6 separate regions of the Mus musculus genome follow, and all the other regions are linked to region 3. A link is a contact called in public promoter capture Hi-C data. All regions are on one chromosome and are shown on one strand. The core of a region is the stretch at or near the end of the contact, and the rest is flanking DNA. Distances in the headings are between cores, read along the strand shown. Region 1 holds the start of Gfm1 (G elongation factor, mitochondrial 1). Region 2 holds the start of Rarres1 (retinoic acid receptor responder (tazarotene induced) 1). Region 3 holds the start of Lekr1 (leucine, glutamate and lysine rich 1). Region 4 holds the start of Rsrc1 (arginine/serine-rich coiled-coil 1). Region 5 holds the start of E130311K13Rik (RIKEN cDNA E130311K13 gene). Region 6 holds the start of Slc33a1 (solute carrier family 33 (acetyl-CoA transporter), member 1).

Region 1 (4,938 bases), core at 2,093-4,592, 1.8 Mb after region 3:
GTAGCCCTGGCTGCCCTGGAATGCACTCTGTAGACCAGGCTGGCCTTGAACTCAGAAATCCACCTGCCTCTGCCTCCCAACTGCTGGGACTAAAGGCATCTGCCACCAAGCCCAGATTCAGTTTCTAATATATGTCTATATTAGGTTTCTAATTTATTAGAATTCCAGAATACCCTTCAAATGGCCCTTCAGTTTAGCTGTCTCCTCCCATATTCCTTCCTCATCTCCCTCTCCTCTTTCCCTCCCTACTCGATACTCCTTTTCCTCTGAGATCTATCTGTTCCCTCTAGTTCCTTTATTTATTCACAACTTCTGTGATATTATATAGATTGTAGTGTCATTGGCATTGACTTAGCTACTCTTCACATATCAGTGAATATATACCACATTTCTCTTTCGGGCTTACTTCACTCACGATGGTTTTTACCTAGACCCATCCTTTACCATCATTTCATTATTTCATTTTTTTTAAAGTTGGAATATTCCATTATGGATATGTTGCACATTTCATTATCCATTTTTCTGGTGAGGCACATCTAGGTTCTTTGCAGTTCCTGGCTATTGTAAATAGAGGAGCAATGAATATAGATAAGCAAGTGTCTCTATGGTAGGATGAAGCAACGTTTGGGTCTATTTCCAAGAGTGATATGGCTGGATCCTGAAGTAGATCAATTCCCATCTTCTTGAGGAGCTACCACACTGATTTCCAAAACGGCTGTACAAGTTTGTGCACCTGTACAAATCACAGGTATAATCAAAGGTTATCATTGGTTGTTCCGAATCTAGGTAATACTTGCCAACAAAGGTACAGAGCATTTCCAATGCTACATTTGTGAGTTGGGCTGATGTTATTAAAGAATGGTTCTGACATGGCTTTTTTTTTTTTACAAGAATAAGAGTTATGAAAGACATCATGGTGATTTATCATGTGATATCATGATAGATATTAAATACAATGAACTACGGGAGAAAGAACAGGATGTGTGCAGATGTAGAAAGGAGTGAGGGAGCTGTTGAAACTTGTCGGGCAGAGGTGTACAAATTAAGAAGACAAATGACTTAAGGAACAAGAGTGTTGGGTAGACATCAGTGACTGGGAATTTGGAACCAGTGTTCCATCTTTGGATGTCTTATTCTGTCCGGGTTTACAGTTGAAGGTAGAAGGATACTGCAGACACAGAGCCCTCTGATGTTCCTCCTCTACAAGAAAGTACAGAAAGAAGTGTCACTGTGCCTTGACCCCAAGCTTTGTTCTCGGCTAACAATGCCTCCACCTGTACAGGGCTGAAGTATCCTGGAAAGAGAGCTGAACTTCCTTCCCAAAGAGCATTATGAAAAACATTGAACTTGTACCTAATAGGTTTCTCTGCCAACAAAATGAACCAATTCAAGTCAAATCAAAAGTATAAATCGTTAGCACAGCTCTAGGCTCTGCCCAACAGTTACCTTGCAACAGTTTGCATCTATGCTCACCAGGTATGATCCAGGAGCTAGGCATATAAGAAGACCTCTTCCCTCTCCTTCCCACATGTCTCCTGTTGGACAGCTGGACCCTTTCTCCCTTTCTCGCTCTTCTTTCTTTCTGTCCTTCTCTATCCCCCCACTTTTTCTGCCTGTACTCCTTTTCCAGGCCCCCTTCCTTTCCCCCAATAAACTTCCTCTTATACTAAGCTGTTTCCTCAGCGGGAACACCTCACCTCGGCCGGCTGAGTTGCTCCTTCCTGCCTGATCACTGCCACCTGTTTATAAAAAACAACATAAAGGCAGGCTTATTAAAAGGCAGCAGTCTGGCGAGTTGGCCAATCTATCAGGTGGAGGTCAGTAAAGTCATTCGCCCAGGATAAAGCAAGGAGGTTTTATAGTTTTGGGCCGTGTGGTGATGAAACATGGGATTATGCCCATATAAGGTTAAAAAAAAGAAAAAAGAAAAAAAAAAAAAAAAAAAAAAGCTGAGCGCCCAGGCAGGCACTCCCAGGTGGGTAGCGGGAATCAGGAAGATGATGACCTGTTAGGCTGTAGTTTCCTTTGAGGGGTCAGGGAGCTTTTTCTGTGTGGTAGGATGGGGAAGGAGGGCACATAGGGTTTTGTAGCTGGGGGGTGTGTGGGGGGGGGGTGTGTCGGGGGGTGATGAGCACGGGTTCCAGCCTAACAACACTAAAGTAAGGAGATCATTTTCTGCGGAGAGGGAATATGGTCTGGCTTGAGAAGATCCTTTTAGTCAGTGTGTGAGTTTACTGAAAAAAAAAAAAAAAAACCGGGAAAGACAAAAGCCGTGAAATCAACCCGGTTCTCATCACAGTAACCCCAGGAAGAAATAGCCCTGTGGAGAGGTGGAAGGAAATGGGAGGTTCGCATATGCTGAGAGGCTTAGATTACAGGAGCCAGCAAGTGACTGCCATCTTTGGCTAGGTCAACTGGATGGACGGAGATTCTTTTGCTAAGATGGAGACTGTATGAGGAGGTTTGGGGAAGACTAGAAGCTCTGTTTTAGATATGTCAACGTTTTTGAGGCCTTTAAGAAGCCCAGACAGAAGCGCCACGGGTGCAGTTTTGAAGATGCATAGCTAGTATTACTGATGAACAATAAAGAAGGTTTTGAAAAATTTTATTTGTAATCCAACATATATCTACTCTCATTTCCCCAGAGTCTCTTTGAAGTATTTGTTTTTAAGATTTACTTATTATGTATACAGCTTTCTGCCTGCATGTATACCTTGCAGGCCAGAAGAGGGCACCAGATCTCATTACAGATGGTTGTGAGCCACCATGCGTTTGCTGGGAATTGAACTCAGGACCTCAGGAAGAGCAGACCTCTTAACCTCTGAGCCGTATCTCCAGCCCCTCCCCCAGATTCTCTGATGCTGTAGTAATGAATACATTTTTGTGTACTCCTTCCATTTAAATTGTTATAAACGTTTTCCCATTGTCATGCAGGTAAAACAACTATGTTTAAAATCTGCAGCTTTTGTTTTGTTTTGTTGAAACAGGTTCTCACTGTCTAGTCCTGTCTGGCCCAGAATTCTTTGCTGACCAGGCTATCTTGGAACTCATTAGAGATCCGCCTAGTTCTGCCTCTGAAGTGTTCTTATTAGACATGTGTGACGCCATACCCGGCACGTTTTTGTTTTTTTTATACAGAGATGGTTTTTTAATTTTTATTTTTTTCCTTTAAAGACAAAGGGACCAGAGTACCTGCCTCCGTAGTAATGACACCTCCCTGTGACAATCCTCTGCATAAACTACGCTTTCTCCTCCTGACCAGGAGAGGGCGCGCGCCACGTCGAGCTCAGACAGAGGTGCCTCTCCCTTGTCTTCCTCTGGCCGTCCTCCTGACCTTCCTCCCGGAAGTGCTCCTGCGGCTCCGGTTGCCGGCGTGACTTTGAGCTCTTCCCGCTCTGCTGCCGGCGCTGAGCACAACCGATCACCTCAGAGCAGGAGCCTTGGAAGTGGCTGTTCCAGGCTTGCCATGCGGCTGCTGCGGGTCGCCGCAGCCCTGGGGCGTGGACCGTTCCCTCGGGTCCCTGCAGTCCTGGGCTGGCAGGGGAAGCAGGTACTGGTGCCAGAGAACCTTCCAGAGCAGGGCAGGTTGGCGACACCTTTCCTTACCTGGGGTCTTGAGCAGCGATTTCCCGAGCCCCGTAAGCCCTTGGGTATCCGCATGCCAGCTCGGCCTTGCGACCCGCAGCTCTGCGCCGGGGTCCCTCCCTTCCTGATGATCTACCTTAAAGAGAAGTGCCCCGAGTGAAGGTCAGATGAAAGTTAGTGTCCCCGGGGCTCGAATCCCGGATTTCGGACTCGTTATCCAGTGGTCCTCTTACTACTGGGTGTGGTTGGATGCTCTCTGAACGTGTGGGTTCTATTCAACATCCCGGTACTCTTCTCTGGCCAAGTTTCCCAGTCAGGTGTATAGATTAAACTTTGTAAGTCTTTGGAGTGAGGTACTCAGAGCAGGGAAGCCGTTGGTAGATGTGACCTCTTACCTGTCATGGATACCTCGTTTGCTTTGCTACCAAGTGTTCCTGTGGTTTAACCATCCAAGCGCTTGTCAGCTGTCTTCTTTGACATGTGCCCAGTTTCCCTCTACCCAGAAGTGTTTGCCAAGCGTTTGGGTGTGCAGTTTTGTTTTGATTCAACAAATACATCCCCCTCCACCCCCCACTGTAAAGCTGACAGGAACACCACCACCCCAAAAGGCACTTCCTTGTTTTCGTTCAGATGAAATTGGAAACCTTTTTGGAGTTGTCTTGTGGCTGTTAGTTGGGTAGACCCATATGCCCCTTGCTAGCTGTGAATTACAGGACGGGAGAAGACAGAGAACCTAAGGTACAATTCAATCTAAAACTTGTATCTCTTGTTAAAGTGGCCATTGAGAGGTATAGCTCTGACTATTATGGTAGTGTGTATTTAAAAGTTAGCAGTGTGGATCAGCCAGCCATAAGGGTAGTTGTCAAGTGTGACAGCCTGAGTGTCAGTCTTGGGACCCACACAGTGGAGGGGTGAAAACGTAGCCCATGACTGCTCTTCCAGAGGAAGAGTTGAATGCCCAAAACTCACATCTTTGTTCGGAACCATCCATAACTCCAGCTCTAGGCGATGTGACCTTTCCAGCACCAGGCGTGCACGTGGTGCAGAGATATATATGCAAGCAAAACACATATACACGAACCTTTAAAAGTCTCAAGTTTAAAACTAACATTTAGAAGCAGTAGTTGTGCTTCTTTTATGAGTATTATTCAGAATTAAATCCAGGGCTCCTTAGATAATACGGAGGTTGAGAACCTTGCTTTGAGGATGAGAAAACAAGTCCGTAGTTCAGGTTTTAACTGTGATCTCGTATAATAGGTGTGCTAAACTGAGCTTTTAAAACTGTTTCTCAGGCTGATTGGAAGACCCGCCGATGGTGTTCGTCAGGGCCAGTTCCCAATGAAAAAATACGGA
Region 2 (4,969 bases), core at 977-3,476, 1.8 Mb after region 3:
GTGCCTGGGGTATAGACACAATACACACACACACACACACACACACACACACACACACACACACACACACACACACACCAAAACAAAACAAAACAAAAAAAGGAAACAGCAGCACCTGCTTCAGATTCCAGGAAGCCAGTCCTGGTTTCTCCATTCTCACAGAGCCTTGCAGGCCCTTGCCAGATGTCTATCACTTCAACACTGGCCTGCTTGATCGTCTTTAAGGGTGGAGTTTTAGTAACCTTTGAAGGAAAACAATTTCACTGGATTTGTGGAAGAACTTGATTCCTGGCACACTGGCCTCTTTTCCTTGGCTCCTGCAGTCACATAAGTGTTAAATTATCAGCGAGGTTAAGGGGAAATGTAACATTGTTTCTCATAGCCTTGAGTTCCAAGTTTATCTGTGTTCACGCGCATACACCACCATTTGGGATGAGCTAGGGTCACCTTGAAGTGACCACTACAGATGCTGAACAGCACCCAAGCTCCTGCTGACACGAAAGGAGTGAGCTCTCCTTCAGATGTTGAGAGCTAGCTGCTTTTGTAAGGATGCCAAGGGGTAGCTGAAAAAGCCCAGAAATGCTAGGTATTTTAGGAGTTTAAAAAAAAATGACATTTATTATGTGTGTGCATGCATGCTGTAGCAGGCACGTGGAAGTCAAAGGACAACTTGGGGGAGTCAGGTCTCTTCATCCACCTCCTGGTCAGAGGATCAAACTCACAAGCTTGCCAGCAGGCACCTTTACCCAACGACTGTCTCACTAGTTCTATTTTATGATTTTTTTAAAAATCATATTGGATTGAAAGAAAATAATCCCTGGTATTTGAAAATTGGTGAACTTTGTCCGTCTGGGTTTGTTTGTTTGTTTGTCTGTTTGTTTTAATAGAGAATTCTCCCCCCCCCCACCCCCCAATAACGAGGGAGGTTGTCATCAGGGCTCCTCTTTCCTCAAAGAAGAGGACAAGATCTTAAGTTGTGACTTCATTTCTCCGGTGAACTAGTAAAGGCTGGATGGAGCCTGGAGTAGAGACTGTCCCTGAGACAGTAAAGATTGTTTTGCTGTTGCTGTTTATTTAACACTCACAGTAGTTTGCCTTTTTCTAGAAATAAGGAAATAAGGCTGAGAGTTACGAAGGTGATTCACATCATCTGATGCTACACGGAGGATGGTCTTTATCATCACACCAATTTAAATCTTATGCTCCACTCTACAGAAGATGCAAGGCTGCGGATCTGTGGCTTTGTGGAACACCCCGGGAGCCTCATTGCCTCGGGATTCCGCAGTTGTGTAACTTTAAAAATCTGTTTAATGAAGAGAGCAACACATCTACAGCCACTGTCCGGAAATCAGCAAGCGATCTAGGAGCTGAAAAGTTTCGATCGCCCTTTCAGTTATGCAGAAGACGGCGGCCCTGTCACTCCCTAGTTAGATTAAGAAGATACCAGAACTGAATGGTCCCTGGTCAGACCCCTGAGTAACCTTTACCACTTTATCCCGAAGCCTTGCACTGGTGGCCTGCCATGAACAACGAAACTCTAGAAACGTGTCTGCGATGTAGAGAGCTGGCTTAGCTTTTGTACACACACACCTCCCCTACTTTGGTAGGAGCCATAGAGTCTAAGCCATGAGTAGACTGGGTACACAGTGCGCATGCCAACACCCACACTGGGTACCCCGACCAGGGGCTGTTATTCATGGGACCTTTTTTCTTAGGTTCTCAAACACGCTAAGTATTTCTGGCCTCAGAAATACCGGAAAGGCAGAGGCAGCGTTGGAGGGCTCCGCGCCTCTCGCGCGACACAAGCTCAGGCTGGGAACGCTGCGGTCCCCGAGCGTGTCCCGCCGCGTCGCGGCTCACTCACCCACGCGCGGCCCTCCTGCACGGTGGCCAGCACCCGTAGCGCGCTGGGCGAGCCCGCGCGGAAGTTGAAGAAGTGCAGCGCAGCGCGCGCCGCCAGCTGCAGGATCCCGCGTGGCAGCCCCACGGCCGCGGGCTGCCGGGGGACTTCGGTGTATTCCAGGTCCGCGGGCTCAGTGACAGCAGCGGCCAGTGCGAGGCTCGGCAGCAGCCAGAGGCTCAGCAACAGCGCTGGCATCGGGGGTTGACGGGGCTGCATGGACACGGGCGGCAGGGGCCCACGGGGCTGCGTGGATGGGGAAAGCTGGCGCTGAGCTCCCTGGACCCGGTTCGCAGTGCTCACGGAAATAGGCCACGGCGGCCACTCCCCTCCGCCCCCGGGTCGCCGCCCTTCCTCGCCTCCCTGTCCAAGCAGAAGGACCAGAAGGCGCCTCCGGGAGAGCGGGTCATGTCCCATGTCCCCATGACGCGGTGAGAGGGGACATGGGACAGTGGGGCGCCTCCTTGAGGGCACACTCCGACTCCAACTCTGGGAACTTAGCTTGTCGCCTGCGGCTGCTGCAATTTCACAACCCTCAGGTCTTAGAACCCACTCCAAAGGTTAGTTGAGGTGAAAGAGGAGACGGGTGGTGACAGGGACCAGTGGCCTTGGCCTTGATGGGGAATTTGAGAAGAGGCAGCTGGAAACAGGGAAAGTGTGCAGAGGGCGGGAGCAGGTAGTGAGCACCTGCAGGCCAGGTAGGGAGGAGGGGCGGTGGGCGACCGGACAGAGGTTTTGAGAATCAAGTAAATTAATTAATACTGGAGAGGGGCCTTGGGTTGAAGCCAGATTCCAGTGGCGTGAGGTGTGGAATCAACGCGTCACTGAAGGCAAGAGGTGGCTACTATTTTCTAAACCACAGGTAAGAGAAAGCCCTTTAGGGACCTGTGAGGTGGCTCAGTGAGTAAAGGTGCTAGCCACCAAGCCCGATGACTGGAGTCTTGCCAGGACCAATGTAGTGAACAGAGAGAACATACTCAAGCAAGTTGTCCTACGACCACCACCCACCCACCTACCTACGTACAACATAACAAATTAAATAATAAATGAAATGAAATGTAAGAGAGACAGAACAACCGGAGATACCCAGGGGTCTAGCCCACCTCATCAGCAGCAGTCGCTATCCTGAAGGACCAAAGAATGATTGAGACCCATTTGTTAACTACTGCTTGTGAAGCTGGGAGACACCTGTGGAACAAAGGGAGCAGTTGGCTGGGTATCTTTCCTGCCATCCCAGCCTGCAGCCTACTGCCTGCCATCTGCCTTAGACTCCAGTGCTCAAAGACGGGATTCTGGAAGGAGCCATCCTATGATCACCAAGCCATAGGCCTGTGGACAAAGAGAAACTGTCTAAACGATACTCCCCCCTGTTGCCCATCTGTGGACTGTCTTTCCTTCTGCAGATTTACGAAACACCTGGGTCATGGGGAGATGAGGATGAGCAACCAGATAAACATCTGGAGCACACCTACAGTCGATGAGCCAAGGGAACGTGTCCTGTGCTGTTTGCAATAGCATGCTCTGCAGAAAATTGAGGAGGGAGCCAGAAGCCTTAAGATGGTGACTTAACCCAGGTCAGGGCTGGCAGTCATATCAAGAGGGGACAGCAGAATCATTGGGGTAGGTGGAGTATTTCAAAAAGGCCCACATATCCTTTGTTTCCATTTTCTTTCCCTCTCTCACCCTGCCCCTGGACTAACCATGGTCAGTACCCATATGGTCACTTAGGAAGCAAAGTGGACATCAGCTGTCAGAAAACATGTGCTTCCTAGTGTACATAAGAGGCCAGGATACCTGTTCCCACTCCTGCCACAAATGCCAATGAGCAGAGATGGGTTGAATATTATGTTGCACTTTGTATAGAAAGGCAGGCAACCAGAGAAGGCAGTGGATAGACATCCTTAGGAAAAGCTGCCTTCCATCTCACCGAGCCAGGAGGAGGAGAACAAGGCAGACAATTATCCTGGAGCTGCCATGCCCCTCTGCTCACAGGGACAGTCACATCTTTGAGATTAGAGATGCCTGCCCCCCCCCCCCCCCCCATCATCTTCCCTGAAAGCTTCTCTCATTCTGTAAACATCTAGGCTCAGGAACTTTCCTGGAATATGCAGTGTAGTTGGTGTCTTCTGGAGTCAACCCTCCATTTGTCTAGGGCTGAACTCGGGACAAGTAAACTGGTTCACAGTGTGCATGTACTAAGCTGTTAACATGTACATGCAGATTCTTTTTTGACGTTCACAATTCACTTTGAATTCAAAAGTGTCCCTAGCCATATCGCCTGTCAAGACTTCCCAGTGCCTGCTACATAGTTATGAATGTACCGAATACCTCTGGAAGAACCAACCAGAAACAGTGGTTGCTTTTGGATCATGGAAGTGAGTGGGCTTACAATGTTGGTCTTTTGACCTGAGATAGCACCCCCAGGTTATCCAGAGCCTGGAGCCCCTGCTTGGAGCCCAGATACTTAGGTTGAGCTGAATCTCCCCCACTTGTGCTTGGGTGGCACCTCCTGCCCTACTGGGTGATTGTGAGGTTCGAGTGTGCTCATATCTACATGTATGTGCCGAGGTGAAAGTAATGGCTATTTGAAATTGCTATCATTGTTGCTGTTGCTAGCAAGTTAAAAAGAATTGTGACAACAAATTGAAAAGAAGATAGAATCTTGACAAAGAATAAATCCAGCAGTGACTTTCTTTTTATAAATAAACAAGGGGTTGTGATTAAAAGAAACTGATGGGCTATTCAATAAAGATATTTCCTCCAACCTCTATCACCTAGTCTTTTATAAGTACTATTAGCAACCAAGCCATATATAAATCTATATCCCTGTTGTAGTTCTTCCCCCTGGCAAAGGTGAAGGTACATGGGTTTGGCAGATGGATAGGGGTAACTCCACCTTGACTACATATTGCTGAAGTCCAGTAAAGTCTAGACAGGATGAGAAAGATGTTTATTTCTGAGTCATGGAACCAGGGACACTAGTGGAGAAAAAGTAGCTCATCTGATTCCTTTGCCTTCATTTCATGTTCTGGGAGGTCTTGGCTCTTGTTAAGGTTAGACCCTGTAAAC
Region 3 (4,677 bases), core at 1,406-3,905:
CTGCACTTGCACTGGACGAAACCCAGAAATAGCAATGAAAGCAGCTGTTGTTTCCAACCTGGGAGGCCCCGTCGGAACCGTTTTATTCAAACTTACAAGAGGACAGAGTTGTATTGTATTGTGACTTGCAGGATGAAAATACTGTTGGACTTCAGTGTAATTTTATCATGCTACCTTTGTACCAGCTAGCATTGACTTTAAAATCAGCCATCTTGGGTGGACTTCCTGCTGGTTTTTAGCAGATTTATAAACAAAGTACCTATTTTTCCTATACTGCTTTTCATAGGTGCATGGGAAAGGTAGGGAGGTTTCATGACACAAGTGTCCCCAAATGACTGTCCCATGTGATAAGTATTTTTGGGAAATCCCTATGACAACAAACACATGGGAGTTCTTATAAACTGTAAGACACCTACAGGACACGTGGAAAACTGAGTCTCATTCATATCCAGACACTCTATAAACTAGGAGGGCACCCCCTGGGGGGTTACTGACCCTCAAAGAGAATAACAATGAAGGGTCACAAAGAAATTAAAAGGAATTTAATTTTTAATTTTCTTTTTAAAACGGTGGCTTGTCTTTAAAAGTCATGGTAAAAAGTGAAATAGCTGCCGAGCGTGGTGGCACATGCCTTTAATCCCAGCACTCGGGAGGCAGAGGCAGGAGGATTTCTGAGTTAGAGGCCAGCCTGGTCTACAAAGTGAGTTACAGGACAGCCAGGGCTACACAGAGAAACCCTGTCTCGAAAACAAAAACAAAAACAAAAACAACCCTTTTTCTTCAGTACTCAAAAGTTGACCTGTGCTAATCTGCTAACCTTTTTTGAAAGTGTATGTATACACACACACACACACACACACACACACACTCACTCACACGTTTCATTTTAGAGGATTTAAAGATTTGCTTTTATATTGCTTTTATATTAATTACAGCATATAACTCTCTCCACTCTCCTTCAAATTCATGGCCTCTCTTTTCTCTATTCTTCTCTCATACATCCTGACTGCAACCTCCCCTCCCTCCATCCTTCCTAGCCCCTTTCTAGCCCCTGGCCTCAACCTCCCCTCTCCCCCAGACTTACTGCCCCTCTATTTCTCTTCAGGAAGGAGCAGGCCTCCCAGTGATATCCACCAAACAGGGCATAACGAGATGCAATTAGATTAGGCACAAACTGTCTTTCTTTTACCCAATTGTTCTTGGATTCAAACATGCATTTGCATATACACATATATTTCCAAATACAACCTGTAGAGGCCACATACTGTTTCTTGTATGCATGTTTTCAAGGGCTGACCATTTGGCATAGGCCAATTGGAAATACACTTCTTATTTCTGTTCTTTCCGGAAGCTATCCTTTCTTTTTAAATTCTTACTGGGTCTACCACTACCTAAACTGGACTTTATATAATAATGAAAACTTTCTGTAGGAGTGCCACATGTGGCACTCCTACAGAAAGTTAGGCTTGTGGCTAATTAGCAATGGGATTTAGGATTGAGAGGGCATTTACAGTGGTAAGGAAAATGGACTCAAGGTGATGTGTAACGAAGAGGCATAGATGAAAGTGAATTATAGCATTTCCATGGGATTTCATCCCATTTTCAGAGGATTGCCTTCCTTTTTAGATACAAGTGCTCGGTAATTATTGTCCAAACTGTAGTTATGTGCCCTATAACAATACTTTTGGTATAAAATTCCTAATATCTAGTGATGTTAGTTACCGAGACATTTTGTGTAGTGTTCGTGGTGATGCTGTCAGAAGCCCTCTGTTTCTAGCCCTCTTGTATATATTCAATGATATACAGTACATAATACTAGTTACTCAATAGTAAGTAACTGTTGTTAGTTTCTGCATAATCTATATCTTTCATGACTTAGGGGAGTATTCACTATTTTCATGCGGTTATTTTCATACTAGTGATCAACCAGCAGCTCCAATAGATCTGGCACTATTTCAAATCACCTGTTCACCTTCCTCTCTCCAATGCCTTTTCTTTCTATTCATGCAAACTATTCTTTAACAGCAATTATTGTTCTTTTCTGCTAGGAAACCGTGTTTTCTTTAGTTACTGGAGGATCAGAACTTTGGACCTCAGATGCTCCTGGAAAAGGAGCAGACTACGAAGACACTAATCATACCAGTGGCCTGTGTTAGTCACCAAGCATCATCTCATCCTGCTTGCTTGTTGCGTAGTAGGTCATCAGTATTTGTTTTATGAATAAAGTATGAATAAAGGGAAGTCGTCAGTGTGTAAAAACAAGAGGCCTTCCATTACTTGAGTGTGCAGTAGCACGTCTCAGTAATACTTCATGAACTAAACCCGTCATCTTGACTTCTTTGGACCAGAATGAAATTCTAAGCAAGCCTTCCCCAGTCAATTCCACTTAAAAGCTTCTTTTCCTTCCGTTCGACAACAATGATTGCCCCTGCAGATGAGGCACATGGCCACCCACTTCCCGCCTCTTCATCAGCCTCGGCTGCCCGTCGTCCCCGCGGGTTCCAGAGCCCCATCCCCGTCCGTCACAGAACCGCGCGTAAATCCGCCCTCTCCTTCGACCCCCGCCACCCGCTCCAGCTTCCGCCTAGCTCGCTTTTGGGACAAATGATGCAAAAGAAGCTCCGCTTCCGCGTCGGCGGGGGCTGTGACGTCACCGCGCCTTGACGTCAGGCCAACGTGCAGCGCGGTCGCCCGGGAGACCAGGGAAGCCGTTTTACACCCTGCGGAGTCCCGGGCTAGGTGAGGGTCATGGCCTTCCTCAGTCCTCAGAGGACCCGGTCGGCGGGGACACAGTTCCGGCGCAGAGACTGGCGGCGCGGGACTGCGGGGCGGCGGGGGTCGGGAGGAGGAAGGCGGGAAGGTGGGGCGGCCTCTCGGCGCCCCAGGCGAGGCCTGGGCCAGCGCAGTCCGGTCGGGCGGTTAGTTTCCTGCAGTGACCTCCTGCTCTCTTGCCCCCGACCTGCCCTTCGGTGAATCACGCCCCCGGAATGGTACTTGAGGAAGGGCCTGGAAGCAGAACCTGAGTTAATGACCGGGCGTGACACCGGTGTAAGAATCGGAAATGAACCACCAAGGGCATTTCTGCGTTTAAGAACACGCACGTCTATCTCGTGACCAGTGTCACAGAGAAGGTTCTCAAACGCACGTAGCAGCGGCCACGTACCTCTGTACTTTTGCCAAGGACAGTTTCCACATATATAATGGGAAAGACCAAAAGGAACTTGTTTGGTTAAAATACTGAATGGGTAACTTAAAAATCACGTTTTCTTCTGCTAAAGAGCAAACAGCCCTACACTTCTTGAAAAGCGGAATTATATGTGGATTCTACTATTCTTTTCACGAGTAGTCACATCTTTATAAAGACCCAATGGACTTTTCTAATCGGCTTACAAGCTGTTTCTTAAAATATAGGCAATAACAAAAATAAACGTTAAAGAAAGTAGTACCCTTCTAGTCACCTTGGGAATTTTAGGTGCCCACCTCTTAGTTGTAATCATCAGCATGCATTGCTTAGCAGAAAAGCACCTAGTTATTACAGTCTGCACTCACAGTTTACATGGGTTTACAATAAAGTGTCTTTATATGAGGACAAGTTACACATGTTCTTGGGACGAATCCAATGAATGTATCTTGCCTGTAATCTTGTTACTATGTCTTGTGCGATGTGCATTGACATCAGTTTCTCCTCCACTTCGTTTTAGAGGTCTTTCAAATTTACCAGGGTGCTATTTTTAAATTTTTCTTTCATAGCCAGAAGCCTGCCACTTCTGGTGACATAGTAATATGTTAAGAGTAGTCACAGCGAAGGCATTAAATAATAAACATCCCACTGGTACCTTGAATTTATACGTTATTTAGGTCCATGCTTGCTAATACTTTTGTGGATGGCACTTTAAGAGGAGATATAGTTGGCTGTATAAGGGAAAAATATTCCTGTGGAGCCCAAGATACTATCATTTCCATTCACCAATGATGGCTTAACTGAAGATAATGCCTTCTGGTTTCTTGCCATGTGACTATGACAGTATATGATTATGTACTTGGTCACTTGGACCCATGTCCACATAATTACCATTACTCCCGTGGTTGGCCTCAGTTAATATTACCAAGCACACACGTGGGAAGACAGCTCACTAGTTTTGTTTGTTTTAAATAGTAGCTTATTGAAATGAGGGATATTTTGGGCTAACACAGGGTTGAGGAATCTCTCCTCCACTGATGGTTGCATAGTTTACAAAAATAACACCAGCATTATTTTTTCCTTCACTCTCTTGCCCCTAATTTAACTCAATCTTAGGAAGCCTTTGCTGATTTCCCATCCCCCACCCAAAAGATAGGTCATTATCCTCTCTTGACTCTCACATTGCCTGTGTTCTGCAGACACGGGCCTTAGACCATCTTTTCTGCTGTGGAATCTGTGTTTCTTTCACTTGAATCTGTTCCACTCAACCATTCTGGCCTTGACATCTTCTACCTCTCTCTCTCTCTCTCTCTGACATTTGGTTAGTACAAATCCATGTGTGTATTCATGTTCATAGGCACACCTGTGTATGCATGTTTTTGTATGTGTGGAGGCTGGAGTTTGATGCCCAGTGTCTTCATCACTCTCTACCTTACAGGACCTCTCACCTGAGTTCTGAACTGGTCAGCCAGCTCAGTGAGCCCAGTCGCCCAGCT
Region 4 (4,660 bases), core at 264-2,763, 1.3 Mb after region 3:
AGAGATCAGGAGACCCCCAGACGCTTCTTCATCCTTTTAACCACAGGACTTAAATACAAACGCTTATGCCATCTTCTGTACTAGAAGGATGACCACTTTAAAGGTAACCAGAGAAAGATCAGGCATGACTATCCTGTAATTTGAACCAATAGATTTCTCTATTATTTCATCTTCTTGACTCATTCTAACTATAGGGGTGGTAGATGAAGCAATGATAAATCTCCAGTGTCTGACTCCCATTTGTGTAAAGGAAGTTTAATTTAAAATTTTTATTAGCATATAATTGTATGGTTTTCTTTATGAACTTTTCACATATGGAAACATACACCTCTTCTGTTAGCCTCTTATATCCCCCCCCCCATTCCCTTCCTCGCCATCCCCAATAGTCCCTCTTTTAGGAAGTTTCAGTTTTAAGAAATTAAAAGTTTGGAAATTGTATTAATAAAAGCTATGAAGTATGATGTTTCACCAAACAGCAAATATTTTCCTGAGAAAAGACATTTCAAAGCCTTTATTTTATTTTATTTTATTTTATTTTACTTTGTCAAAGTTTTGAAAGGAACATTGACTTTAAAACTCAGGAGACAGCCTATGGACAGATACAAAAATAATCAGGACCCCCCCCCCCCAAGAGTTCCCCCAGTTTTTGAATTATTTAAAACAAACATGTAGTGTTGTGGTTTTGTTTTAAAAGAGTCCCTCAAAACTGGCTAGTTAAGGTCCAGTTACTTTCCAGGAATAAACCTATACTGGAAGTGAGTTCCATCTCAAATCTCTGTGGAAATCTGAACCTTAGTATCTAGCTAACAGTAGGCCTGAATCCAAGTTAATATTTTATATATCTCCTCATTTTTGTTTCCTTATACTAAATCATGAAAGAAAAGTCATACAAGGAAAATATTGTATATTACAGAAAATGCCACGTTTCTTTAATTTCGGTAATAGAAGCTTCTTTCTTTCTTTCTTTCTTTCTTTCTTTCTTTCTTATAAATCTACCCATTTACTTTCTCTTCTAGAGGAACCTTCTCCTATCGGGCAGATTTCTTCCTCCTATCTAACAGTTTCTTTAATAGGAGAAACTAATTGCTTCCAATCCGTGAATGCCTTCACCTTCATGGCAGGAAAAAAAAAAAAAACCCACCGATTTTAATGTATTTTTTTGCAAATAAATCATTACAGTTTAATCACACACGACTCTATGCAGACACACTCCCATGATTTATTATTGTTGGGCGAATTTCCACCTCGCTCAACAGGAACTAACCAATTTTGCTCTACGCGGATGTCTTAAACATAACTTCTTACGATGTAGATGTTTGCTGATTATCTGTGACGATAACGGCGAATACTAAGGCAGTAACATCCCATAGTACCACCTTTATTGCTTTTGGAGAATAAGAAAATCCAATTATGCAAACACGCAAAACAAACATTAAACAAAAAATTGGCGGCATGACAATCCACTCGCTCGGCATTCCTAATGGTCCAGCAGCCTGCATCGACGCACTCGACAGCTCGGCTGAAGCTGCCTGGTGCTGGAACCAGGAAGGCGCTGAGCTTAAATTGAAGCAAGTTCTGAGGACGCCGGTGGCGCCGTGGTTAGAAGAGGGGGTTCCAGGTCCCCACGTCGGGAGGTGCGAACCCGAAGGTCGAGCCAGGTGATGCCGGCGTCCAGAGCTTGGGGGCGGCGCCCGCGAAGGAGGCGTAGCGAGGCCCAGCTCTGCGGGAGGCGGCGTGGGGCCTGGCGCAGTCTGTGGCCAGGAGCTCGCCGAGGGTTGGGCCTGGGCCCGCGGCGTGCGGTTTGTAGCCGTGCGCATGCGCCCCGCACCTTGCAGGGTCCCAGCCTGCTGGCTCTGGGCGAGGGGGTCGCCGGAGTGGTCGCGGGTGGCGAGCGGCCGCAGGCCCCAGGCTTGGCCTACAGTGTGGAGTTGATGTGGAGAGGTAGCCCCCAGTCCGCGGGTCCCGCGGGTCCTCGATCGCCGTTCCTCGGATTCCCAGTTGTCCTTCCTTTTTAGCCAGGTTCACTCTCACCTCCTCCAGGTAGTCGGAGCGAGGGGGAGGCTGTGGCTAAGTGTGCACGGAATCCCCACCCCTTCTCCTGTCTATCGGATGCTTGTTGGCTGGAGAGAGAATACATGGTTAGACAGACCCTTCCTGTCTTGACATATACACACATCACTTTAAACAGTCTGTGAATTTACCTTCTAGACTTTTGGTCATGTGACCAGATAGTTAACTCCTGAACTCATTCACCTTTCTCAGGAGTTACAATGGATGTTGTCTGCCCTCGATTTTAGGTTATTATTAATGTAATTTCTGAGTTGTATTTAAAATGTTTATTGAGGGGGGGGGGAAAGCTCTAGATTTGCCAGCAGCCCAGTTTTGTCCCTACTAAGTACTAGGTTGTTAAATAAATTCACACATCATGTGCTGGCATATGAAGGTATTCGAGTTGTCATCTTTGAACTTAGATGTAAAAGCTCCCAGTGAAGTAGCTACGTAGAGTTTTCAGGTTTTAAGGAGTGGAGCAGATGTGACAGGTACAACCATGTGGGGAAAGCAGCTCTCCTTTGAGAGCTTCTCCAGTCTTAGAGTTTATGAATATTCACTTTCTTTGCAGACAAAGGAGATTTCTTGCTAAGTGGTAGCACTTTATGACTGTATGTTCAATAAGAAGGCTAAAAATGTCTGAAGCTGAAAAAGACAAAGGCAGCTGGCACTTGTCTGTTAATTGGCCTCGATGACCCAGTCTCTACATATTCAGCGTGGAGAGTTGTGATGTGAATTGGTTGTCATAGGGTTGTTGTAGTGCATTTACAGATAACTTTCTTCTGGTTTCACTCCCAGAATATGGGAAGGAAGTCCTGTGATTTGTTAGTTTAAAAAGAGACACTAAATAATCTACAGAACGTTGTTGCAACAGTAGTTTTTTTTCTAATTGAAAATAATGTTATTTGTATACGATACATTCTGTTTTTTGTTCTTTGTTTTTCCAGACAGGGTTTCTCTGTATAGCCCTGGCTGTCCTGGACTCACTCTGTAGACCAGGCTGGCCTCGAACTCAGAAATCCTCCTGCCTCTGCCTCCCGAGTGCTGGGATCAAAGGCGTGTGCCACCACGCCCGGCTGTATACAATATATTCTGATGATGGTTTTCCCTCATCTCCCAAACTAACAAATAAAGAAAAAGGAAACTAAGAAAGCATGAGAAATGTGTACACACACACAAACCATAATATACAAGCAAAAGATCGGTATGGTTTACAAAAATGACCAAACAAAGCAATATGAGAAAAAAAAAAAAAAGTTTCCAAAAAGATCTCTGTGTTTGTTTTATGTTGGCCATCTACTGCAGGAGATGGAGCCTGCCCTTAAGTGTGGTTTGTGTACCCTTGGGAACTAATTGTTCCTTTTCCAGCAATTGTTGATTGGAGATGACTTCTTGTTGGGGATGGGAGCGCTTCTGGAGCACTCCAACCTCGATGCTGGTATCCTTTCTGGTTTGGACCTGTGTGGGCCCTGTACATGTGTCATAGCGTCTGAGTTCATCATATGTCAGTCTTAACAGTGGTGTTTTGACAGAATTCTTTTTCTTTTGAATTTTGCCTTGTTATATCTGAATTTTTGCCTCTGTTCTTACAATTCCTTTGGATGGTTCTCTGTTTCTGGATTCCATAGTATGTTAAATAGTGTTCACCCTAGTTTTACTTTTTGTTTTGTTTTGTTTTGTTTTTTCCAGTGTCTCTGGCAGCCCAAGGGTGATCTTGAACTTGCTGTGTAGCCTGATGAGATTGTAGGCATGTGCCACCACACTCGGCCATTTTACTTTTCTACCTTTTATTGAGGAGGGGGCATGTACCCAGGATCAAAGATTCTGTTTTCATTATTTAATGAAACACTATGCTGAAGTACTTATAAACTGCCATGTCCTCTGTGAACCTTTGTTCTCTTAAACTAATTGCCCTTCTGAAACATAATAACTGCTTGTTTTATCCTTATTAAGGATATGCCTTGGCAATTGGAAAATGCTGGTTCACTGAGTTAGATGTGTCTGTCAAATGTTGGCATCTTTTATTGTATATCAAGCATTCACTTTTATTAATATTGCCTCTGATCCTAGAAAAAAGGAAATCTGAGTACTAGGCAGATACAAACTGTCCAAAATTCAGATCTTTCCGTGAAGAGCTGCATTTTATAATTGGTGACAAATACCGTTAATTTTCCTTGCTGTAAAAGGCTATATTTACTTAGTCTGGGAAAAAGGCTGCCAAATGATCATCTGTTGGCAGTCTTACAGTAAGAAGCATGTTTTACAATAAGAGCAGCTGCTTGCAACTCAGTCACACAGGTTTTTAGGACAACCAGCACTCTTCACTGTATAATAGATATTGTATTTATTGAAATTTAATGAATCTCATAATTTTCATTTCATTGCCAAGGACATTTTGAGTGTGTGTGTGTGTGTGTGTATGTGTGTGCACGCGTGCGCGTAGTCTGTCTGCTGGTGCTGTTGGTAGACTGGGGATTGAACCTTGGCTTTATAGGAGCTGGGCAAGTTTCCTACCACTTAGCAAGATTCTTGGCCCTATCAAGAATGTCACTGAGACTCCAGGGGGATGTAAAGTGGGTGGGGACCAGGAAAGAATGTAATGACCCTAGTA
Region 5 (4,697 bases), core at 496-2,995, 1.7 Mb before region 3:
CCGCCTGTGAATTTCTTGAATGCACCCATGGCCTAGCATTTCTAGCCTTACACCCATGGTGAATTTTGTACTTGGTAGAAAACCTTACAAATACAAAATAGCTGGTGTTTGTGTAAATGGTTGAACTTTAATATTAGTATAGTAAGTAACAATGTATGCATTTATTTGGCAAGGATTACTACTAAATGGCAGATACCAGACTGCTCTAACGTGGCGCTACAATAGCATGTCAGCAGGCCTGGCCTTGGACCTCATGCTCTCTTGCTGCAAAGCTTTTGCAAAGTTCAGCTTCCTCCAATTCTCAGCAGGATTCTTAAAAGCTGTTCCGGGCAGGGCATGGTGCTGCACACCTTTAATCCTAGCACTCGGGAGGCAGAGGCAGGCAGATTTCTGAGTTCGAGGCCAGCCTGGTCTACAAAGTGAGTCAGGACAGCCAGGGCTATACAGAGAAACTCTGTCTCAAAACAAACAAACAAAAAAGTTGTTGTTCCTTCCAAATACGTTGTCCTGGCTTTTGGCTACTCATTTTCCTAATCATCTGTCTCCCTGTTTGCCTCAGATTTTGCTTCTGCTACCTTCCCTCCCCAGAGAATCCCCTAGGCCTCATTTCTAGACCGTTTTCTGTACCTTTCTGACGTTGTTTCAAGATGTCTGTCAAGACTAGGGCTTTACCCACTCCACCAGGTTTATGCAGCTCACTCTCACTCAGCTTTACGTCCAGTTCTGATTTCCCATTGAACACTGTTGCCTCAAGCCTACAACTGTACTTTAAAGTCTAATGGGCTGTCTTCAAGATCAGTCTCCAAATTTTAATGTCCAAGGGCTCTACAGCTTTTCCCAGTAAATCATTTACTACGACTGCTCCATGACAGGAACCACCACCACCACAGGGACTTTAGCAGTCCTTTATCTGGTAGTAGACTGGCTGTCTAAGTGTCTCTTCTATGATTGAATTTCAGTGTCTTCTCTTGTTTCACTTAAAAAGAAAACACGAGAGGCAGGCGGATTTCTTTCTGAGTTCGAGACCAGACTGGTCTACAAAGTGAGTTCCAGGACAGCCAGGGCTATACAGAGAAACCCTGTCTCAAAAAACCAAAAAAACAAACAAACAAACAAAAAAAAAAAAAAACCAAAAAAAAAAAAAAAACAACCCCAAAACCCAAAACCAAAACAACTGGGGATACAGTTCAGTGGTAAGCACTACAATGCTTACCAAAGTTCGAACCCCAGCCCTGGAAAAACCCATCCTGGCTCTGCTCTGTTAAGGCCTCTCGGGCTTCTCTGCTCTTCCTGGGTATCCAGCCCGCCATACTGAATGAGGAGCTACTCTTGGGCCAGCCCTGTGGTGTCCCCAGCCCTGCGCCAGCCTCCAGGCCTGACCACCGCCGCCGCCAGGAGGGCAAATGAGGCGATGTCGCCTCCCTGGCCATTTCCCCTGTGGCCCGGCTGTCTTTCCGCCCCTGCGGGTCCTCTTCCAGGCCTGCCGCGATCACTCCGCTCAGGCTAGCCCACCCCGCCGGGCTGTGGCACCTGGACAAGGCGCAGATGGTTGTCTGCCCATTGCGACACCCGTGTCACCACGTTGGCCTCCCCTCGGTCGCGGTCCGGCGCCTGCGACCCGAGGCTCGCGGGCGGCCGCGCCATGTTCCGGCGTCCAGCAAGCCTTGCGGGCGCCCCCTGGTGGGCGGTAGGGGTCGCTGCGCTGCACGGCTCCGGGGTCCCCGCCCATTCTGGGCGTTTGCACTCTTGTCTCTGCGTGTCCTTGGTGGTACCAAGCCAGCCAGGACAGCAGAACAACACAAAAATGCCGTGAAAAGATAAGACATCTGTGTAAATATGCACAGTCTCTTATTCTTGCTACTTTTTCTATAAGCTTGTATTTTTATTATTTTGTTGTTTTTTACATTTTTGAGACAGGTTTCTCTGTGTAGCCCTGGCTATCCTGTAACTAGCTCCGCAGACCAGGCTAGTTCTAACTCAGAAATCCACTTGCCATATTTTATGGTGCTGGAGAGCACACCCAGAAACACATATGGCATCAACCTTTGTTTCTTTAGAAACAGGGTTTATGTTTCTAAAGGCTGGCCTCAGCGTCCTAATCTTTAGCTTCCCCCATACAGAGGCTTCTGCTGTGTTTCCGTGTGCCTGGCTTTCTAAATATTTTTAATGCCAAGAATAATAAAGGAAAGAGAGATGGAGATATACTTATTTGTTAAGCTGAAATGTGCATTGTGTAATAAATTTAACTTTGGCCCAAAGAGAGATCTGGCCTTTCCCATTGTGCCTGGCAATTCTAAAATATCTTACCTGATAAAATTATGTTTTACTCTGAGGCTTTTGAGCCTGTAAGAAAATCTAACAACCCACTTGTGGTGGTCCTCAGCTTGACCTCCAGAGGGGCTAACGACCGACCTGTTGGTGCATGGTAAAAACTCTGCACACAGGTGCTGGGAAGCATCACTGGCTGCATTGTTCCATGCTTTCTCACACCTGGTTGCTGAAAGGAATCAGTGTTGCTCAGGACTCCACAAGTGAACATGTTTTTAAAACCAAATACCCCACCTGAGGGTGCCCTTTGTCGCTCCCAAACTCTACAGTTAGTACTAGAAGCATTAGACGTCTTGGGACTATTGTTTAACTCTGTTTGGTTCATTATATTTAAAATGTTACAGGAGAACTTTCCTAACACTTGAGGCCCTGGGCTAGATCTCTATCTAGCATTGCAAAAATATAAAACAAAAAATGAAAATTCAAAAAAAAAACTTACCTTACAGAAATCAAATATATAACAGTGTGAATTAGTGTTTCCACACCCCATAGTTTTATGACTGACAGTAGCATATCACACTCACTTGTGAGGCCTTTGTTATTACTTGCTTATATGATGTGCACACACAGGTACCTATGTCAAAAGCACCAGAGAGGAAAAGAAGACATTACTCCTCTATCTCTATAGCTTTGTAAATGGACAATAGGAAAATAGTCCCTTAAAGATGTGAAGTATCTAGTTGTACTTTCATATCTACAGGACTAAGTCATCATGGGTATATCCCTCTTGAGTTCCAAGAACTGCTTGGAAAAGTTAGAAAACCAAGCTGACTAATCTCATCTCAAAACTACTGCAGTGAGCTCCGATCTTAGCTTTAATTTCCTGCGGAACCCCTGTAGTCTGTCTGTATCCCAGGCCTCGTCTTTTCAGCACTTTGTGCTAGCCTCACTCCTCTCCTCCCTTGGTCGATCTTTCTCAGGACCTCTCGCTGCCTTTGCAGGCTTCTCCCACCACTCACCCATACTTACCCTTTCCTTTACTTTCAATTTACTGACATCAAAACGCAGAATCTGATTTTTAAAAATACTTGTAAAATTTTAAACCACAGTCTCTGTGTGGACGTGTGCAGACACATGTGGAGGCCAGAGATTCCACCGGAGCTGCAGAAGCCACCTGATAGGGGATGTGGTTGAGGATTCTGCTGAAGCTACAGGTAGCCAACTGATATGGGTCCTAGGAACTGATTTCAGGCACTCTACAAGTGAAGCGTGTGTTTTTTAACCACTTCACTTCCCCCAGTTTTGCTCTCTTCCTTATTGGGGTGTGGAAATTGCCACACAAACTATACATACACTGATTTTAGTTAAGTAAAAGGAATTTATTGAACATGTACCATACATAATATTGGATCACAAGAAGGAAAAAACTAATTGTGGCACTAGTCTGTCCTCAGAGCAGGTTTTTTTTAATGCATTTTTATTAGATATTTTCTTTACTTACATTTTAAATGTTATCCCTTTCCCTAGTTTCCCCTCCGAAAACCCCCTATCCCTTCCCCTCCCCACCTCCTGTTCCTCACCCACCCACTTCTGCTTCCTGGTCCTGGCATTCCCTTATACTGGGACATAGAACCTTCACAAGACAAAGGGCCTCTCCTCTCAGGGCAGGCTTTTTATATGAGGAACCAGGTTCAAAACTTTAAAGGGCAAGGAGGAGAGCAGTTGGCTCACTAGGCAAAGTATTATCAGCTAACCTTTAAGCTGATTGGTCCTGAGTAAGGTAAGGGTGGTGGTGGATGAGCGGTAAACAAGGGAATTTCAGAACATTGAGCTAACAGAGCATGAGTATTATAATCATAACCTTTTGCCTTATTAGTAGCATTCTTCAGTGTCAGCCACAAAAAACCAGTAAGCTCAGTCTAGGAAGGGCTGCTGGTGGTCAGCTCTGGCTCAAGATATTATAGAGATAACAGTTCATGTTGACTTTTGATTTGATGAGTCCTACATACAGCTTTGTGGAATTTCTTAAGATGAGCAAACCTCATACAGAACATTCAGAACATACAGAACAAAACAGAGAATGTGATCTGCATGTCCTTGTGCCAAGTCACCTCCCTGTGCCAATGACTGGAAGGCATTTTACAGCAACAATATGGAGAAGCTGGCAGGCATGGCACAAGATGGCTGCAGCTATCCTAGGAGAGGATCAGACCATAACATTCTTTCCATTAACATTTTATTAAATGTTCCCACATCTTGCACGCGCTCAACTGGCCAGGAAGAACGACGCTGCAACAGGATCCTTCTGCACACGTTTATTGGGAGAGCATTGATTGCATAGGTGAAAGAAGAACAACCCCGAACAAGGAAAATGATGCTGCTTATATACCCCTCCATGTGACGTGTCAGCTTCTGATTAGCTGCTCACT
Region 6 (4,514 bases), core at 1,936-4,435, 1.7 Mb before region 3:
TCCATAATTAATTACAGAATTACAATGTTTTTAAAAGGTTTATGTTCATGTGTACTAGTATTCTGCCTGAATGTAAGTACATGCACTCTGCATTCTTGGTGTCTGTGGAGGCCAGAAGAGGGTACTAAATCCCCTAAAACTGTAGTTACAGAAGGATGTAAGCCACCATATGAGTGCTGGGAACCAAACTTAAAACGTCTGCAAGAGCAACAAGACCTTTTATCAGCAGAACCATCCTCAAACCCTTGGCTGTTTTCTTTGTTTCAAGTTACGGTTTCCAATACACAGATTTTCTAGATACTGTTTTTATCTTCTCTTTAACTACCTAGGCAACGATATTTCCTTATGATTCCACATTCTTTAAATTCCTCAGAACCACTAGGTAGTTAAACTGGGCATGGTGGTGTACATAATTAACTATATGTGTCCTTAGGGAATAGAAGTCTAAGACCAGTCTAGACTCTTGTTGAAAACTAGGGGCTAGACAAAGGTCAATAATAGATTCCTAGCACTGAGAGAGGAAAAAAAGGAAAAAGTCCCACTGGTTAATAATGGGATTGAGACTTAGCACAGTAGAAGATGGCTTCCCTTTTATGTAGAAGTACTAGGTTCATTTCCCAGAACCAGGAACACACAAACAGAAACAGAATACACAGAATATAGTTATGTTATTACCAAATTACAGAAACCTCAAAACTAGTAATGTGGTTATGTGTAAGCATTAAAATTAAAAACTCTTTAACTTAAAATGTTTTAGACTAAATCATAAGTCAACTATGGATAGAAATTAATTAAAGTAAGCTATTTTAGAATCTTCTGGAGAACAAAGTTCAAATTCCAGTTATACCAAAAATAAATAAATAAAAAGAAAAAAAAATCACACCAGCTTACATAAAGGTTTAACTAATAATAAAGTCAACTGTTATCTCTACCATGGTCACTGGCCGGCTATTCTGGGCCTCAGCAATGTTCATCTCTACTGTTCCTAGTTTGCACAGACAGTCTTTATTTGCAGTAGGTCCTCAGAATCCTGCCACTTAGCCAATTCCAGAATGCTTATATTAAATACTCTTCCCATTCAGTAGATGGGTAAATGGGGACTACTTGTGAAATAAAGGTGGAAAAAGATTGAAAAGCAAGAAAACATTCACCAAAACACAAAAGAAAAAATGTGAACCATATGACCCACATTTTAAAATGTATACTTCTGTGTCAGGCAAATGTCCATGGATCTTTAATTCAGAAATTTTGTGATTCTATCGGTTGCTTTTTTCCTATTCACTAAAGAGTACTGATCAATATGACTGTGTTAATAGGCTGACATAAGGAATACTTGAAAGAAGCACACTTTAATAAAACAGAAAACATACTTAGGTATCTATCATATAAGTTCCCAGTAAAATTTAAAAAGCCAGCTGTAGTGGCACATGCTTGTAATATTAGCACTCGGGAGGGTGAAGCAGGACTGTGTCTCAAGCTGGATATATAGAGCCTTTTAAAAATCCTGTAAACAGAATTCAGAAAAAATTCAAAAGCAAGCAGAAGGACAAACATCAAATGGTTTCTCTTCTAGAAAGAATCTGGAAGGAAAAGAAAAATGTGTGTGTGAACTGTTTAAAGGAAGACGACTAGGAGGTAGATGTAGAGAACAAGGCTGTGTTATGGAAGTGATTGTGAGCAAAGTATGAAAATCTCATAATGGAATCCAATATTGTGTTAATTTGAAAGGGAAATGAAGTAAAATATCTTGTGCATCATTAAAAGTAAAAAATGTATGCAAACAAATGAGAGCTCCCATCTGATGTTTCATCAAAAGCATTCATAAGCATAAAATAAACCTAACAGTATAATAGTTTTAAGTACACTACCTGAAAGGGTAACGATTCCCCTGGGTTGAGGCTGAAACCGCAAGTATTTGTTACAAAAGTCAGCAGATTCAAGAGCCAAAAATAAAACATTGCCCAAAAAGTAGCCAGCTGTTTGGCCCACAGAATTGCATGTCGAAGCATAGCCCACGTTTTCCCGGGATAACATAGTTAATGCCCAACCATCCACAGCGATGTCCTGTGTGGCAGCCAGGAATTCAAACAAGAAGAATGTCACAGTGAGAGCAACTACATCCGGTGTTCTGCCATCAATATTTCCGAGCAAACGGTCCACTTGAGTGGATAAATATATCATGAAGATTCCTAGTGTATACTGAGTAGGGACAAGCCAGGACTTGCGACGACCAAAGTTCTTAAAGTAGACGGCATCAACCAAGGGAGCCCAGAGCAACTTAAGACTGAATGGCCAGAAGACAAAACTGAAGAAAGCCTGATCTGTATAGCTAACATTTTTGCTTTGCAAAATGAGGGGGATGCTCCCCGCCAGGCCTAAGGGAATGCCCTGAAGCACGTAAAGAAAGAGTAGTAACAAAATGCTACTTAGTTCGGATCTATAGCTCCGCGGGGCTTTAGGTAAGTCACCAGGGCCGGCATCACCTAGAAGAACTTCCCGGTCCCCCTCCCCGCCCACCGAGTCTCGGCGACTGTCATCCCAGCCGCCCGGTGGCAGCGGGCCACTCTTCATATCCAGAGCGTGGCTAAACATGCCTGACCGCCGCTGCCGACTGCTGTCCTTGTGGGAGATGGTCGGTGACATATCAGAGACGACGCAGAGCCCGGTGTGTGGGGGCCTGAGGCTGGCGTTTTGATCAGTCTAGTCCCAGGTCCAAGGCAGTCTCTCTGGACCCGGGTCACGGTGGTTCAACGCCGGGAGGGCGGACGCGGAGAGACTGGTCGCTGTTTTGCAGCAGGGAGCCAGATCCCTGGCAGGTGGCCCAGGCGAAGCCTGGGTCGCTGCCCACAGGAGCGACTTCAGGGAGCCGGCAAGAGCTCCCCGTGCAGCCGCACCCGGCTTGAGGCTGGCGGAGCGTGCCGTGGCGCTGCGACGGAGTCTGGCTCTTAACTGCAGCGGGGACTCGAACGCTCTCTTGCCCGTCCACCAGCTGACACTGCAGCGGGCACCCTCCTCAGTAGACACCAGAGGTAAAGGATAACTTCCTGCCTCGCGCTTCGGGAAGTGGTTCCCTGCCAAAATGGGTTCCGTGCCTCCCGACGGAGCCAGCGAATCAGAACAAGTTCCGGTGGCGGCGACCGCGAGCAACGTTTGCTAGGAACCATTAATTCCCTCGATTCTAACCCCGAGGGAGGAATAACGCCAGCGTACCGAGCGTCCAGGACGGAACGTCTTAACAAACCCGGTTCCGTTTGCGCATGCGCTTGCATGGAACTCGTGTGCCTCGGCCATTGGGCCCTCGTCGCCACGTGAGCGCGGGTTTTCTGGATTGGCCTAGGCCTTGGTGATAACATTGCACAAGGTCTGTAGGCGAGTTTGTACTTATTTAATTCAGTACATAACTTCCAGGCTTGTAGTTGGGTAATAATGCTGCTTTGTGAACCTGCAGTTACTAAGCTTTGGTGTCAGGTTGTGGGTCCTTTATGCCCGACTAAATGGAAACACTCCTACCTAATACACAGAACGAATAAGGCTGTCCATTTCCCCCAATGTCAAGGAAGAAATGTAGGGGAACGCTAGATACACAGAGTGAAGGAGGTAAATTTCAGTCTGCTGCATCTTATTTTTTTGCCAATGGAAACGTCTCGAAACCACCTTTCTCCTTTCATGTCATCCATGGTTATGCATTTTAAGTGCATAACGACGCACTTCTTCGAGTTTTGGTGAATCGTTGGAAGCTCTTAGAGCTTGAAATGTTGAGATACTAGATTTAGTATTTCAGTGATAACAAAGAAATAAGTTTTCCAAGAATTTTATTGGATTCATAATTGGCCAGTTTTTCAAATGCCATTTCAAGTGTAATAGTACATGCTTTCTTCATTAAAAACAAAAACAAACCATAAATTCCCTTGTGGATTTGCTGCCTTCCCACTTTTCTGATTTCTACAGCTTATTAACCACTTAGCTAATTTCCCATGTTCTCTTCTCATTTCTCCCTGGGTCCTTCCTTTTCCTCTCCTCCCCCTTCTCTCCAGCTCTTGTATGGTCATAGAAATGTGAGACTTTGCTTATTATTATTATTATTATTATTATTATTATTCGTCTTTCATTTTCATTGTATTGATACTGAGTCCTGGGTTACATAAGCTAGCATATGTACCCAGGCTGGTCTCAAACTTATGGCCATACTCCTGCCTTAACTTCTAGAGTCCTAGGATTCTATACATGAGCCACCACACCTAGTCTGATATACTTCAATGAAAGAACACAGTGACCATGAAGTCTTCTAATCTTTGTTAAAGAGAGGAACAGAGTTGGTTGTGGTGGTGCATGCTTGTAATCCAGACTAGTCTATAAAACGAGTTCCTGGCCATCCATGGATATATAGCAAGTCTCTGTCTCAAAAATTGGAGTGGAAAACAGTTTATAGTGTTATCTATGTGAGACCAAAAGTCTCTATTTTTTTCAACAGGATCTTACTGTATGGTCCTTACTGGCATGAAACTCACTCTGTA

What was found. Promoter capture Hi-C pulls out the DNA fragments that hold promoters and counts their contacts.
Region 1: a promoter capture Hi-C map of liver shows a contact between it and region 3, with 3 times the contacts expected there. The contact joins the promoter of Gfm1 here to the promoter of Lekr1 in region 3. A contact is called at or near these places in 1 of 39 promoter capture datasets (liver) and 2 of 115 datasets of contacts at active chromatin or transcription factors (astrocytes and large pre-B cells).
Region 2: a promoter capture Hi-C map of liver shows a contact between it and region 3, with 3 times the contacts expected there. The contact joins the promoter of Rarres1 here to the promoter of Lekr1 in region 3. A contact is called at or near these places in 2 of 39 promoter capture datasets (liver and pre-B cells).
Region 4: a promoter capture Hi-C map of pre-B cells shows a contact between it and region 3. The contact joins the promoter of Rsrc1 here to the promoter of Lekr1 in region 3. A contact is called at or near these places in 1 of 39 promoter capture datasets (pre-B cells), 4 of 484 Hi-C or Micro-C datasets (CD4 T cells, LSK cells, cerebral cortex and 1 more) and 1 of 115 datasets of contacts at active chromatin or transcription factors (astrocytes).
Region 5: a contact with region 3 is called in a promoter capture Hi-C map of pre-B cells. The contact joins the promoter of E130311K13Rik here to the promoter of Lekr1 in region 3. A contact is called at or near these places in 2 of 39 promoter capture datasets (liver and pre-B cells) and 1 of 115 datasets of contacts at active chromatin or transcription factors (astrocytes).
Region 6: a contact with region 3 is called in a promoter capture Hi-C map of pre-B cells. The contact joins the promoter of Slc33a1 here to the promoter of Lekr1 in region 3. A contact is called at or near these places in 6 of 39 promoter capture datasets (the C10 cell line, cranial neural crest, embryonic stem cells and 2 more), 3 of 484 Hi-C or Micro-C datasets (CD4 T cells, CD8 T cells and regulatory T cells), 4 of 115 datasets of contacts at active chromatin or transcription factors (astrocytes, bone marrow-derived dendritic cells, large pre-B cells and 1 more) and 2 of 9 other capture datasets (adipose tissue and liver).

Annotation. Positions count from the first base shown.
Region 1 is chr3:67,426,773-67,431,710 of GRCm38.p6, forward strand. It overlaps Gfm1 (G elongation factor, mitochondrial 1), which reads left to right and starts at 3,343. Exons shown (of 18, transcript NM_138591.2): 1 at 3,343-3,550; 2 at 4,878-4,938. The coding sequence starts at 3,467.
Region 2 is chr3:67,513,297-67,518,265 of GRCm38.p6, forward strand. Rarres1 (retinoic acid receptor responder (tazarotene induced) 1) reads right to left here and starts at 2,227. Exons shown (of 6, transcript NM_001164763.1): 1 at 1,865-2,227. The coding sequence starts at 2,119. It overlaps Gm40067 (a long non-coding RNA gene), which reads left to right and starts at 1,953. Exons shown (of 3, transcript XR_001783859.2): 1 at 1,953-2,460.
Region 3 is chr3:65,663,573-65,668,249 of GRCm38.p6, forward strand. It overlaps Lekr1 (leucine, glutamate and lysine rich 1), which reads left to right and starts at 2,656. Exons shown (of 13, transcript NM_001166659.1): 1 at 2,656-2,739.
Region 4 is chr3:66,984,149-66,988,808 of GRCm38.p6, forward strand. Rsrc1 (arginine/serine-rich coiled-coil 1) reads left to right here and starts at 1,514. Exons shown (of 10, transcript NM_025822.4): 1 at 1,514-1,658.
Region 5 is chr3:63,927,727-63,932,423 of GRCm38.p6, forward strand. It overlaps E130311K13Rik (RIKEN cDNA E130311K13 gene), which reads right to left and starts at 1,746. Exons shown (of 5, transcript NM_177856.5): 1 at 1,531-1,746. The coding sequence starts at 1,644.
Region 6 is chr3:63,961,548-63,966,061 of GRCm38.p6, forward strand. It overlaps Slc33a1 (solute carrier family 33 (acetyl-CoA transporter), member 1), which reads right to left and starts at 3,186. Exons shown (of 6, transcript NM_015728.5): 1 at 1,869-3,186. The coding sequence starts at 2,643. It also overlaps a transcript of Gmps not described here.